Linked DNA regions of Cricetulus griseus: region 1 is linked to region 2. Evidence: chromatin contacts called from public Hi-C data. All regions are on one chromosome and are shown on one strand. The core of a region is the stretch at or near the end of the contact, and the rest is flanking DNA. Distances in the headings are between cores, read along the strand shown.

Evidence for each region. A called contact is a pair of places that touch in the nucleus more often than the background predicts.
Region 1: a contact with region 2 is called in a Hi-C map of fibroblasts, with 3 times the contacts expected there. The contact joins the enhancer-like site here to the promoter of Hnrnpa3 in region 2. A contact is called at or near these places in 4 of 8 Hi-C or Micro-C datasets (the CHK-Q cell line, the CHO-K1 cell line and fibroblasts).

The regions. Positions count from the first base shown.
Region 1 is chr6:99,446,650-99,452,919 of CriGri-PICRH-1.0, forward strand. No RefSeq gene overlaps it. Among named protein-coding and RNA genes, the nearest start is that of Hnrnpa3, 37 kb to the left of the region's middle. Within about 2 kb of position 4,407, at least 3 of the 6 cell types and tissues checked have open chromatin away from gene starts, as enhancers often do. A contact at or near this core is called in the CHO-K1 cell line and fibroblasts, where this site is marked.
Region 2 is chr6:99,407,373-99,414,526 of CriGri-PICRH-1.0, forward strand. It overlaps Hnrnpa3 (heterogeneous nuclear ribonucleoprotein A3), which reads right to left and starts at 5,338. Exons shown (of 11, transcript XM_027420139.2): 1 at 5,188-5,338; 2 at 2,956-3,078; 3 at 2,725-2,871; 4 at 2,436-2,646; 5 at 1,820-1,909; 6 at 1,640-1,735; 7 at 1,472-1,552; 8 at 847-990. The coding sequence starts at 5,259.

The DNA.
Region 1 (6,270 bases), core at 3,157-5,656, 38 kb after region 2:
TTCGGCCGCTATGGCTGCCGAAAGGGGAGCTGGTCCCTTCATTCCCCCATTTTCTTTTTTGGAAATTCCAATCATGGAATTGCTGTCTCTCTAGCCCCCCCTCAGGGAGTGAGAGATATTGCCATCCCCATGCAAGGGAGTCCCTCCTTACTTAGCATTTTAACCAGGAAAAATGGGCGGTGAATTCTTTCCCAAGCCACTTCCTGCTGACTTTGGGATGAAGTTAGGGACCCCAGAAAGTTGAAATGCTAGTCAAAAGCAAAAAAGGAATTTAGGCAATGGGGAATCCATCAGGAGCTTTTGGCAGACTCTGCTGCAGAGACAGGGGGTGTCCACATCAGCGGATGGGTGAAAGACCCGAGCTAACATGGGGTTAGCTCGTTAAAAAAAAATAAAGCCTCATGCAGTTTGCAGCAAGCTCTCGAATCCGCCTGGTGATTGGGGTGACCGCGGTTGTGGCCTGGGACCCCGGATATCTGAGTTTTCCGGGGGGTCTAACACCACCAATGCCTGGCTGTAACTTCAGAGTTTTAAATTTCCTCTGATTGTTTTCTAAAAGTGTTATGACTTTAACCTAAAGCCATAGCCTTTTGCTATGACACCAAGATGTAAATCTGTTCCAGCTACCTTACAGATACCTGCAATTCCCTGGGAAAAGTTCTTCTTCTTCTTCTTCTTCTTCTTCTTCTTCTTCTTCTTCTTCTTCTTCTTCTTCTTCTTCTTTTTCTTAAACAGTTTCTTCCAACATTTTGCATTATGTTTATTTATATTTATTTCATGCATTGGTGAAAACATACATGTGGGACCACTTGCAGAGGTTAGCTCTTTCCTTTCGACATGTGGGTCCATGGGATCATATTCAGGTTGCTGGGTATGGAGGTTCAATTGAGAAACATCCCCATTAGCTCAGCATTTGAATGCTTGGTTCCCAGTTGGTGGTGCTGTTTGGGGGACTTTTAGGGGGTGTGGCCTTGATGGAGAAAGCGTGTCACTGGTGGCAGGCTTTGAGAGTTTACAGTCCCATCCCACTTTCAGTTCTCTCTTTCTCTGCCTCCTGTTTACAGTTAAAATGTAACTATGGTTGATTTGTGGTACTTAGCATAACTAACTCCATTTTGGTTTGGTTGGGACATAATACATGAGTTGAATTTGGAATGATGGTCCTTGGGGTCTGGAGAGAAGACTCAGTAGTTAAGAGCACTGACTGTTCTTCCAGAACTACAAAAACTGGGTGATGGTGGCTTACACCTGTAACCCCAGCACTCAGGAGGTAGAGACAGGTGGATCTCTGTGAGTTCAAGGCCAGCCCACAGAATGAGTTCCAGGACAGGCTCCAAAACTACACAGAGAACCCTGTCTCAAAACAAAACAACAGAAAAAAGTGTGATCTTTTAGCTTTGTGCTTCTTCATCCAGGCCTGCCACTTGCTGCCACATCTACCTACCATGATGGACTCTTCTTGTCTCTGGAACCACAATAAGCCCAAACAGGCTCTTCTACAGGTTCCTTTGGTTATGACTTTATCACAGCAACAGAGAAGTAACTGAGTCATCAGCTTTGGCGGCAAGTTTCTTTACCCACTGAGCCATCTCACTGGACCCCTAATGAACGTTATTAGCAATTTATGAGCAACTCATCTAAAGATTTTGAAAAGGGAGTTCATGGGCTGGGGCAAGGAGTTGAGTGGTGGAACACTTGCCAGCCTAAGGCTCTGAATCTGTTGCTCAGAACTACAAAAAGAACCAGGAAAGAAAAGAAAGGGAAGGCATCCTACTGGGCATTGCAGAAATTGGTTTTTCTTTCTTTCTTTCTTTCTTTCTTTTTTTTGTTTTTTGTTTTTTGTTTTTTGAGACAGGTTTCTCTGTGACTTTGAAGGATGTTCTGGAACTAGCCCTTATAGACCAGGCTGGTCTCAAACTCACAGAGATTCACCTGCCTCTGCCTCCTGAGTGCTGGGATTATAGGAGTGTGCCACCAACGCCCAGCTCTTTTTTTTTAAATTTTTATTCATGTGTTCATGTGTATCTATTTGTATGTATGCCACATATATGAAGGTTCCCACATAGGCCACAGGAAGGGGTTGGGTCTCCTGAAGTCCAAATGATAGGAAGTTGTGAACACTTGAATTGGGTACTTGGATCTGAACTGTCCTCCTGAAGAGCAACACGTGCATTAACTGCTGGAGTCTCATCTGATCATGTAAAGTTTCAATTTGATTTGTGGTGCTTAGCATAACTAACTCCATTTTGGTTTGGTTGAATTTAGAATGATGGTCCTTGGGGGCTGGAGAGAAGACTCAGTATTTAAGAGCACTGACTGCTCTTCCAGAGGTCCTAGGTTTGATTTCCAGCACCCACATGGCAGCTCACACCTGTCTGTGACTTCACTCATTTCCAGTGAATCTGACATTTTCTGGCTTTTGAGAACACTAGGCAGTACCTGCTGTATAGACAGACATACACATAAGCAAAACATTTATACATGTAAAATAAATTGTATTATTATTATTATTATTATTATTATTATTATTATTATTATTTGGCTTTTCTGTGTAGCAGCCCTGGCTGTCCTGGAACTTGCTTTTTTTTTAAAACCAGGTTGGCCTTTAACTCACTCCCAAGTCCTGGGACTAAAGACATGCACCACTACCACCCAGCTAATTAAATTTTTTTTTTAAGAGAAAGATAAGGGCTAGAGAGATGGCTTAGTGGTTAAGAGCACTGGCTGTTCTTCCAGAGGATCTGGGTTCAATTCCCAGCACCCACATGGCAGCTCACAACTGTCTGTAACTCCAGTTCTAGGGATCTGATGCCCTCTTCTGGCTTCCGTGAGCACTGCACATAAGTGGTACAGACGTTCATGTATCATACACATACAATAATGAAATAAAGAAAAAACCCAAAGATGGCCTCATATAAGTTTTATTTACTACTTCTCAAAGGCCCTGCCTCTAAATACCATCATATCAGGAGTAACACTTCAACCTATGAATTCAGGGGACACAGAAGTAAATGCATAGCAAGTTCTTTGGGTTCCCAGTTTTCATTCTCAGCATCTTTTGCACACATCTGTGGGGAGGAGAGGCACTGGAGCAATGTATGACTCTGCTACTTTGGGGTTTCTTGGCAGGCAGTATCCTAAGCAGGGCCTCCAGGAGTGACTGTGCGATGGCCATTCCATCTTGAGAAGGAACCAGCTGGAGCTGGGTATGACAGGAGATATTAAAACTGTAAAGACAGATGGTGGTGGTGGCGTACACCTTTGATCCCAGCACTCAGAGGCAGAGACAGGCAGATCTTTGTGAGTTCGAGGCCAGCCTGGTCTACAGAGCTACACAGAGAAACTGTGTCTTGGAAAAAAAAATTTGTAAAGTTAAGATGGGTGTGGTGGTATATGCCTTTAATCCCAGGGCTCAGGAGGCAGAGGCAGGTGGATCTCTGTGAGCTCATGGCCAACCTGGTCCACAAAGTGAGTTCCAGGCCAGCCAGGACCACATAGTGAGGTCCTTTCTAAAAAAAAAAAAAAAAAAAAAAAATTGTAAAGATAGGCTGTCAGACCTCTCTTTACTCACAAAATTAAGGTTTAGCAGGCAAGCAGGAGGTGCAGTTGAAGCTGACCTCAAAGAGGCACAGAAGGCTCTGCCCTACCAGGGATCCTCCCAAATGGACCTATGGACAGGATGAAGAACTCAGCTGGGCCTGAAACGAATGGGAATTTTATATCCATGATCCCTCCAAAACCTTTGAAACCCTCCTTTTCAAAAGTCTGGCTTTAAAATGAAATTTGACCCCATTTTCTTCAGACCTGGATTGAATTAAAAATAAAAAAGTCTCTATAACAAAGAACAAAGACAGCAAAGGCAACCAGAGGCCCAGTCACCTCCCATCCAGAAAAGAACTGTTCTGTCAAATCAGCTCATGGCTAAATCTATACATCTTCTGACTTTTGTCTCATGGCGTGTTAAAAATAGTAAGGCTGCCATAGGCTTGGGGGACAGAAATGAAGTGAAGAGCTTTGTCTCTTTGATTTGGCCACACTGTAAACAAACCCAAACCCATATCCTTTACCAATTACTCTTTTTGTTGCTGTTGTTTGTTTGTTTTAATGGAATAACAAGAAACTGAGAGGGTGGGACATGGGGTACTGAGTGATCTGTAACAGCCTGTGTATGGTTCTGAGTGGCCACGTTCCTCTATAGGACACTTTCGTCTCATGTGTACAAAGGCATAGTGCAGGCTTGTGTTTTTGACTTGATACCAAACCCCGTCTGGGACTGTAACCGAGATGATGCCATTGGGTACACAGATTCTGACCTCCTGTCCCGATTTTCTCAGAGTAAAAAATAGCCCTGTGAATGATTTTCAAAGGAGGAAATGAGTCAGTCCTCTTGTCACGCGATGAACTCCATGATTAAGGCTCTCTCTCTTCGCCGACACAATTCAAGCATCCTCGCTTCCACCCACTACCCTCACTGCCTCCCACACCATTTGCTAAACTTGTCTGGATGTGTTTGAGTTTAAGTAGCAGACCCATTTTGGGTCCCTGCCAGGGGCCCCATTGGGGCCTTGGCAAATCCTGCCAATCCTGCCTCACCAGTTTGAGGAATCTGTCCAGGCATGCTTCAACCCTAGCAGCAATGAGGTTTTCTTCCATGTGCACAAAGAGGGGAAGCAGGAAAGGAAGCCGAGGCCAAAAAAACAGCGAGTGGAGGACAGAGCCATCCAGTGGCCTTTCCTGCCCCGGCTCTTCTGTGTGATATTTATTTGGAGGCTTAAATTGGCTGCAAAAATTGCCTTTTTTCCTTCGTATCCCCGGGATCATGAGTAATGTGTGGGTCAGGCTGTCTTTCTTTCTTTCTTGAAACAATTCTTTATTGTTAATAACATCTTTAGATAATATATGGGAGGTGAATGTCAGGAAATATGTAAAATTATAATTTAAATGAAGACAACCAGAGGTGTTTTTTGTTTTTTGTTTTTGTTTTTTGGTTTTTCGAGACAGGGTTTCTCTGTGTAGCTTTGGAGCCTATCCTGGCACTCGCTCCGGAGACGAGGCTGGCCTCGAACTCACAGATATTTACCCCTGCCTCTGCCTCTCAAGTGCTGGGATTAAAGATTCTGATTTTTGCAACAAACAACAAACAACAAACGATCAGCCAAACTCATCTAAATGCAGCCTCCCCACCCGCACCCCCCACCTATGCTACACAGCGGCTGTACTTGCATCTCATATTCCCTGGACTGTTAATGACAGGTGATAGTAGAAAATAGAAATTTGACTTTTGACTTGTTTTTAAGCAGTGGTCAGATGAGTAGATACACAGGACACATACAGAGTGCTCTTTCAAACCTTGTTGAAGGTTACATTATCACTAATAAAACCAGAGAGAATCCGGAGAAGCCCTTCAGCTTATTTGTTTTTATTGCCAAGTTTGGAAACTGCTGAGTTAAGTGGCAGGCTGCTGTTAGCTTCACTACAGATAGCACGTCTGTCCTCTGGGTCGGGAGCTGATGGGGTACCACATGGATTAGTCCGGAGTTTGGAGGTAGGCTCAACTCACTGAAATCACTGAGCCTTCCCTTTAGTTTGTGAAAGTGTCTGATGGGTGACCATTGATGACAAGGCCCAAACCCCACCTTCAGAACACGCCAACGTCACCATTCTCTGAGGAGCCTTGAAGTCTGGTTTCTAATACAGATCATCAATTACTTCCTTTCACTCACGACTCAGACTCCTCTCTGTCATATGTCTACAATAACCTGAGACTTTATTTCCCGGGATGCAGAGCTCAGCTCTGTGCTCCTAGCTCCACAGGTTGCTTCGTGAATGAATTATCATTGTCTTCCTGGGGGGGGGAGGGGTTTTGCAGTGTCACCCTGGCTGACCTGGTACTCCCTGTGCTGTAGCTTCCTGTCAGCTCCTGCACCTGGCTTTACACTCTCACTTTCTTTGTTTTTTTTTGTTTTTTTTTTTCAAGACAGGGTTTCTCTGTGGCCATACCCTCTTTGAGGGGAATTCCCAGGGGAATCAATGAAGTCTCATAGTCTTTCCCATCACCACATTGAGGCAGGACCAAGCCTCCCCTCCCTCCCAGACTGAGCAAGGTATCTCTCCATAGGAAATGGGCTCCAAAAAGCCAGCTCATGCACTAGGGACAGATCCTGGTACCATTGCCAGTGGTCACACAAACTGCTCAAGCTACCCACTGCATTCAGGGGGCCTAGTTCGTCCCTATACAGGTTCTGCCCGGGAGAGTCTTGAACTTGGAAT
Region 2 (7,154 bases), core at 4,088-6,587:
TTGTAATTTACTAATTATAATTAGTAAGTATCCTTTTTACCAATTTACAATACACATTTTAACACTGCAGAAACATTTTTAAAAATCAAATTTGCTGGTGTGGTTGGGAAATGGATCCAAGAAGGTTCAAAGCCAGAGTCTAATACATATTTTAAGCTACCTGGGCTATAATAAAGTCCTATTTGGAATGATGAAAATATTTCTGGAATAGTGATGAGGTTTGTAAAATACTGTAAATATAAAAAAAAAAGAAAAAAGAAAAAAGCGGGGCGTTGGTGGTGCATGCCTTAATCCCAGCACTCAGGAGGCAGGTGGATCTCTGTGAGTTCGAGACCAGCCTGGTCTACAGGAACTAGTTCCAGGACAGCCTCCAAAGACACAGAGAAACCCTGTCTCCAAAACAAAAACAAACAAAAAAACAACCTGTAAATATGCCTTAACAGCATTGAATCCTACACTGAAACCTTTATTTTATTTTGGCTTTGGGTTTTTTGTTTTTGTTTTTCAAGATAGTTTCTCTTTGGAGGCTGTCCTAGAACTAGGTTTGTAGGCCAGGCTCCACTTGCCTCTGACTCCTGAGTGCTGGGATTAAGACACAGTGATCTAGAACTCAAGATCTCCCTGTATACATACCTTAAAAATTGTTTTCTAGTTGTGAAATGTATGCAGTGCCCATTTTTCCACAACTTAAAAATGGACATGGTAAGTTTACATGGATGAGATGTGTTTTAATATAGCTATTTAACACTTAAAACTTTGCCAGTGTATCCTTTAAACATTTCCAAGCACTGCAGAGAACTAATTTAAATGCTAATTTGTATTTACTTCAAACATCTGTTAACTTACCTCCACCAAAATTTCCTCCTTCATTGTAACCATCATATCCTCCTCCACCACCACCATATCCACCACCTTGGTTTCCATATCCTGGTCCACCACCACCATAGCCTCCTCTACTACTGTAACCAGGACCACCACCATAGTTGCCACCTGAAAAGAAAGCGACACAGAAACAAATGTTCAGGGAAGGCCAAATACTACACCATCACTGGCAATGAACCACTGAACAGATTTAACATTCCAAATCTAGTCAGAGCCAAGCAATCTTGATGGGTAAAACTTAAGATGAGTGTTTTTGTTCTTTCAAACAAGTCAGTTTTTATTTTCACTCATGACAATATAGCCTTACACAAAGCAATTTTAGCTCAACTGCTGATACAAATAAAACTTATTGCCAGAAGATAACAAGTTAATATTTACTTCCATCCTTGGGAAGAGGCTTCCTCTTCTGTGGTTCTAGTTATGAACTATACTTCAATCCATTCAAAGTTTTAGGACTGGAAGGTATGACACTTTTAAAACAGTTAAAACGCTATCATATCTATGTTTAAGTTTTCTAACTAGCAAAAGGCTATGTGGATTCCTGGCAATGCAGAAATTAAAAGACAAAACTCAGTCTTTAAATACTCACCATCACCTCCAAATCCATTATATCCACCATCACCACCTCCATAACTACCTCTGCTGCCACCACCTCCACCACCATAGCCTCCTGAGGAAAATCAAAGTTTGAATTAAAATGATACCTTCAACTGACTACTAAATTTATGATGCATTATACTAAAAACAAGCACCTTACCTCTTCCACCAAAGTTTCCACCACGACCAAAATTACCTCCACCACCTCCAAAGTTTCCACCACGACCCATAAAGTTGCCAGATCCACCTCCACGACCTGTAACACATGTTGAAGTAAAAACTTCAAAATCTTTCAACTACTGTTCATGTCTATTATTTATGTGCATATGATCCTACTTACCTCTCTGTGATCCAGCAGACTGCATCTCTTGTTTAGAAAGGGCCTTTTTCACTTCACAATTATGCCCATTAATAGTGTGGTATTTCTGAACTGTAAGTTTAAGTAAAAAAAACCACAAAGTTATTTTTTTGTTTGGAAAACCAAAGTGAAACCCTTGTTGCCATGCAATTAATTAAAATGATAGACTGAGAAGGGAATAAGAGGATATTTGGGGAATAAATGTTTTTTTGGGGGTAGTGGGGTTTCCAGAGACAGGGTTTCTCTGTGGCCTTTGGAGGCCTTATAGACCAACCTGATCTGCCTGCCTCTGCCTCCCAAGTGTTGGGATTAACGGCGTGGGCAACCACCGCCCAGCCAAGAAAAGTTAATCTAGATGGGTTTCAACCTCCACAGGGATCACATTATCAGATAAGCAAAACAGCAGCAAAATTACAGTGATGAAGTAGAAACAAAAATGTTATTGGGGAGGGGTCAACACAACATGAGGAACTATATTAAGGGTTACAGCATTATGAAAGTTGAAAACTAGAATTACATCCTTTTACACCTTTCACGAAGTGTAAGTTAGTGAATTCAGTAGAAAATAAAAATCATTTATGTTGCAACTGTTACTTACCAACAATTTTATCAACGGTGTCATGATCATCAAAAGTTACAAAAGCAAATCCTCTCTTTTTTCCACTCTGCCTGTCTTCCATAACTTCTATGGTTTCAATCTTGCCATACTTTTCAAAGTAGTCTCTCAGGTTATATTCTTCTGTATCTTCTTTAATACCACCAACAAAAATTTTCTTCACTGTTAAATGGGCGCCAGGCTTTACAGAATCCTGCAAATAAAATAATTTTAAGTCAAAAAAACCAAACTCTCACAGTTCCATGCATTATACAACATGTTATTAAAATACCTCTCTGGAAACAGCTCTCTTTGGTTCCACCACACGCCCATCAACCTTGTGTGGCCGAGCACACATTGCAGCATCCACCTCTTCAACACAAGAGTAGGTCACAAAACCAAAGCCCCTGGAACGTTTTGTTTGGGGGTCTCTCATTACCTATAAAATAAACAAATGAAAGTATTTAAATAGTCTCATAGGTCCCCATCCCTTCCTAAGACAATCCTCACCCCAAGGACTCACCACACAGTCTGTAAGTGTGCCCCATTTCTCAAAATGTTCTCTTAAGCTATCATCTGTGGTTTCAAAGCTCAGACCACCAATAAACAGCTTCCTCAACTGTTCTGGTTCCTTTGGATCATGGCCCTGAGAAAAAAAGATCGATACAGTTTTATTTTTTCTTGAAGCAAATTGTTACAAGAGTCTCAAAATTTCTATCATTAATACTCCCAATTAAAAATCTGCTCTCTACGCTGGGCATGATAATACACACCAGTTAATTTCAGCGTTTGAGGCAGAGGCTAGCCTGGACTATGTATCCAGTTCCTAGCCATTATTAAGTATGTAGAGGGTGGGTTGTTGCCTTAAAAACAAAAAAACCCCACTACAATGGTACCCCGGGTCACTTTAAACATTATGTAACTAAACTGAACCCCAAAACAATCCCAGAGTAAAAAATAACTTTTTGAAAGCTACAAGTGTATGTTAGGGGTGTATTTCAGATGTGTGTAACAAGTCATTCACAACAAAAAAGAACCCAGGAGTCAGCATTATTCAACCCATGCCATTTTCACTATCCTCAGTCTGGAACAGCAACAAACCCGTATTTTAAAACACAATCTGTGAAATGCAACTTAAAAAGTTTGGAGTGGCAAATTGAGAGAGATTCAGATTTCCAGCACATCAGTTATCTAAGACATTCCTAGGCATATCCCACAAGAACAATACAAATCAGCGATAAGATTAGGCCCGTAGTGCTTTGAGAGGGGAGCTGCTGAGGGAGGTTCTCAAGGACAGGCTAGGCAAGACTGGGCCTTGAGGCAGTCCTACTTCAGCCTTCCACGTGCTAGGGTAACAGGTGTACATCATTACACCTAGTTGCACTACTTAGCTTTCTGTAATCAATTTAACTTGGTGGATGCCCATTTACATCATATAGTTAAATGATTTCAAACAGTACACCGATATTCACAAGTATATAATTTGAATTTGTCACATATAGCATATACCATCTGCCCAAGGAAGTAAGCACAAAACCGTATTGACTTAGAATATCTGGTATGAATTTTTCATTTGGAAGGTTTTAACATTCAAATGAATTGCTTTTAATGCACGCACTAAAACAATGCAACACAAATCCTTAAAGGAGACTCACAATCACATTTAAAAACTTCTTCAATCTTCTAAAGTAGTAATTAAAGCATTCAATACTTAAATACTGCCACATACTAGAAACACGTTAAATGATCAACTGCCCAAAGTTTTAATTCACGTAGTCCCATTTATTCAAGCCTCGGATGAACGCAATTGACAATACACAAAAACAACATCTCCGTACACACAAAAAAATCCTCGTAGTCGTGAAATTTTGACTGTGGTCGAAGTTCTCTAAAACCAAAATCCAGGAAACCACAACCGGTGCCAATCCACGAGAAATTAAATCGGTAAGATATTAAGCTCCAAATTAGCACTTATCTACACGCAAATCCTTGAAATGGTTAATCCTTCAACCACCAGACGCCATAAGCACTTTCATTCCAAACACTTGAGCGAAACTAGCGGGTTAGGAAGCACCTCAAAGCAGCAAGCATTTCAGTAATGTATCCCCAAATCAACGGTGAGAAAATCCGGCCGGAGATCTGCGCGGATTGCCGTCACCGAGGAGGCCCGAAGGCCCAGATACGCGCAGGCAGCACCCCAGCGGAAAGCACCGCGCCCCGAGGCTCGAGGCCATCTGCGGCAAAATGCCCGGCCGCCTCTCGCCGCTCCCTCCAATCCCACGCACTCCTCCTTGGCGGCGTAACCAGGCGGCGGCCATTGCGGGCCAATGCGCCATTTCGTAACGCGGCAGCGGATCAATGTCAATGTGGCCGCCGCCCGCCTGCTCGCTCGCTCGCCCGGATGTGCTCCTCCCCTCCCCCACCGCCTCCTCCCAACCGCTCCCGCGGAGGCCCGCCATGCCGCCCGCGGCCTCGCCAGTCAGGCCGCGCAGGCCTCGGGATCCTCGCCCGGCCGCGGACCACCTCCCCGGCCGCGCCGCGTCTCCGAGGGCTGCTGGTGCGGCCGACCGAGAGGGCCAGGCCGACCGAGGGCCTCGATGGGGCCGCTAGGCCCGCTCCCCTCCCCCTCCCACCGCCCTCTCAGCGCAGAGCGCGGGACGATCGTCCCGGTTTCCCCCGGCCTCCCCGCTCCCATCGAGCCAAAGCCCCCCCACGCCGGCAACTACCCAGCAACCCCCCGCTCTCCCCCTAATACCTCCTCCCCCCGGCGGCGGCGGCGACGGCCGGAGTCAGGCTGGGGGCGACCGGGCGGCGGTTTTACCTCCATTTTGAGACCGGACTCGCCTCTTCCAACTCGAGTTCAATATGGGACCGAGAGGAAGAGGCGGGGCTAGTCATCACGTGACGCGCTTTCCGCGCGCCGCCCGCCCCTCGGGGGCGGAGTCACGCCTAAGCGGAGCGCGACTGGACGGGCGGGTTGGCGGGCCGAGAGCGGCGGGTCCGGATTGGTCGAGCCGCGGGAGCGCGCGCGCCTCACCAACTTCCAACGCAGCGCCGCCCTCGCCGCGGTTCGCGCCAGGCAACGTCAGGTACGTCAGCGGCAGCTCGACCAATGGCAAGCGCCCACGTCGGGAGAAAGCCGCGTGACCGCGCGTCCGCCCAGAGAAAGGCCTATTCCCTTTCTTTTTGGCGCCTCTCGCCCCTCCCCGCGCGCTTTTGGGTCTCCATTTCCCAGTTCACCCTATTGCAGTGCCGGAAGGAAGAGCACGCTTTTCTGTCCTGCGACTTAAGGTTGCCAGAAAGCCTGCGGACCCCTTTGCCTCCCTCGCGGAATCTAAATGTTGGGGGCCCGAGGTGTGCAGAGTGTGACGGCGCCGTCCCCTTGGGAGGCCCACGCTGCAAGCCCTGCGGCACTGACGTTCCTAAGTCCCGCACGTCGCACGGGCGGGAAAATGCGGCTGACTGGATGAGACTCTCTATAGGCGACTCTCAGAGTTAAAGAATTAAGATTTTTATCAATCTGGGGGGAAGGAACGGAATCGTTTGTTTAGGGCACAGAATTTTAGAGAATGGAGCCATTTCCAAAGTTTCTTTTTTTCTTTCTTTGTTTTTATTTACTTATTTATTGGGGGGGGGGTTCGAGACAGGGTTTCTCAGAGGTTTGGAGGCTACCCTGGAACTCACTTTGAAGATCAGCCTGGCCTCGAACTCACAGAGATCCACCTGCCTCTGCCTCCGGAGTGCTGGGATTAAAGGCGTGTGCAAACTAACGCCTGGCTCCAAACTATCTAAAAAGGTTTGGTGGCCAGATAGGCTGTCTTTTACTAGTGTCTTTTTAAAATGACAGCTGTTTGAAGTTTTATTGTGAAGCACATAAATGAAATAGAAATCGAATCCTTTCTCGGCCTGGCAAAGGGATTTGAAATCATTTGGACTTTTAGATTTTCAAATAAAAGTCAACATAGGATTCGATGATCTCCCAACACCCATGACAACAGGCGTGGTATAGCATATCTCGAGCCCACTCTGACCTACGTGGAGTTCCAGGCAGCCAGTGCTGTATAGTGACACCCTGTCTCAACAACAACAACAAAATCTGCAAATCCATTTAAATAAAGTTACTAGGGGAAAGAACAGCACAATTGACAAGCCCTTTCCTGCAACAAATAGCCTATTTTAATTTAAATTCAGCATAACAGAACAAACTTTGTCTTTCCCTGTGAGATACTAGAAATGGATTCAGGTGGTGGAGACTGGTGGATCTCTGAGTTTGAGGCCAACCTGGTGTACAGAGCAAGTTCTAGGACAGTTAGGGCTACACCAAGAAACTGTCGTAAGAAAAAGAAAAGAAAAATGAAGAGAGAAAAAATGGACTCAGGTATGTAGTAACTTGCTTGCCTAGAATGCATGAGGCCTTTGCCTGGATCCTCATCTCCTCAAACTGGGCAGGGTGACACAGCCCCTAATCCTAGCATTTGTGAAATTGAAGTGGAAGATCCAAAGGAATCTTTGAGGACAGCCAGGTGTGGTGGCTGAGACTTTTTTTCTTGCATTTTCGAGTCAGGGTTTCCCAGTGGCTATGGAGCCAGTCCTAGAACTCACTCAGTAAGTAGACCAAGCTGGCCTGGAACTCACAGAGGTGGTCTTTTGAATCTGCCTCCTGATTGCTGGGAGTAAAGGTTTCAGGCACCCAGGGCTGTGGTGGCACAAGCCTTTAATCCC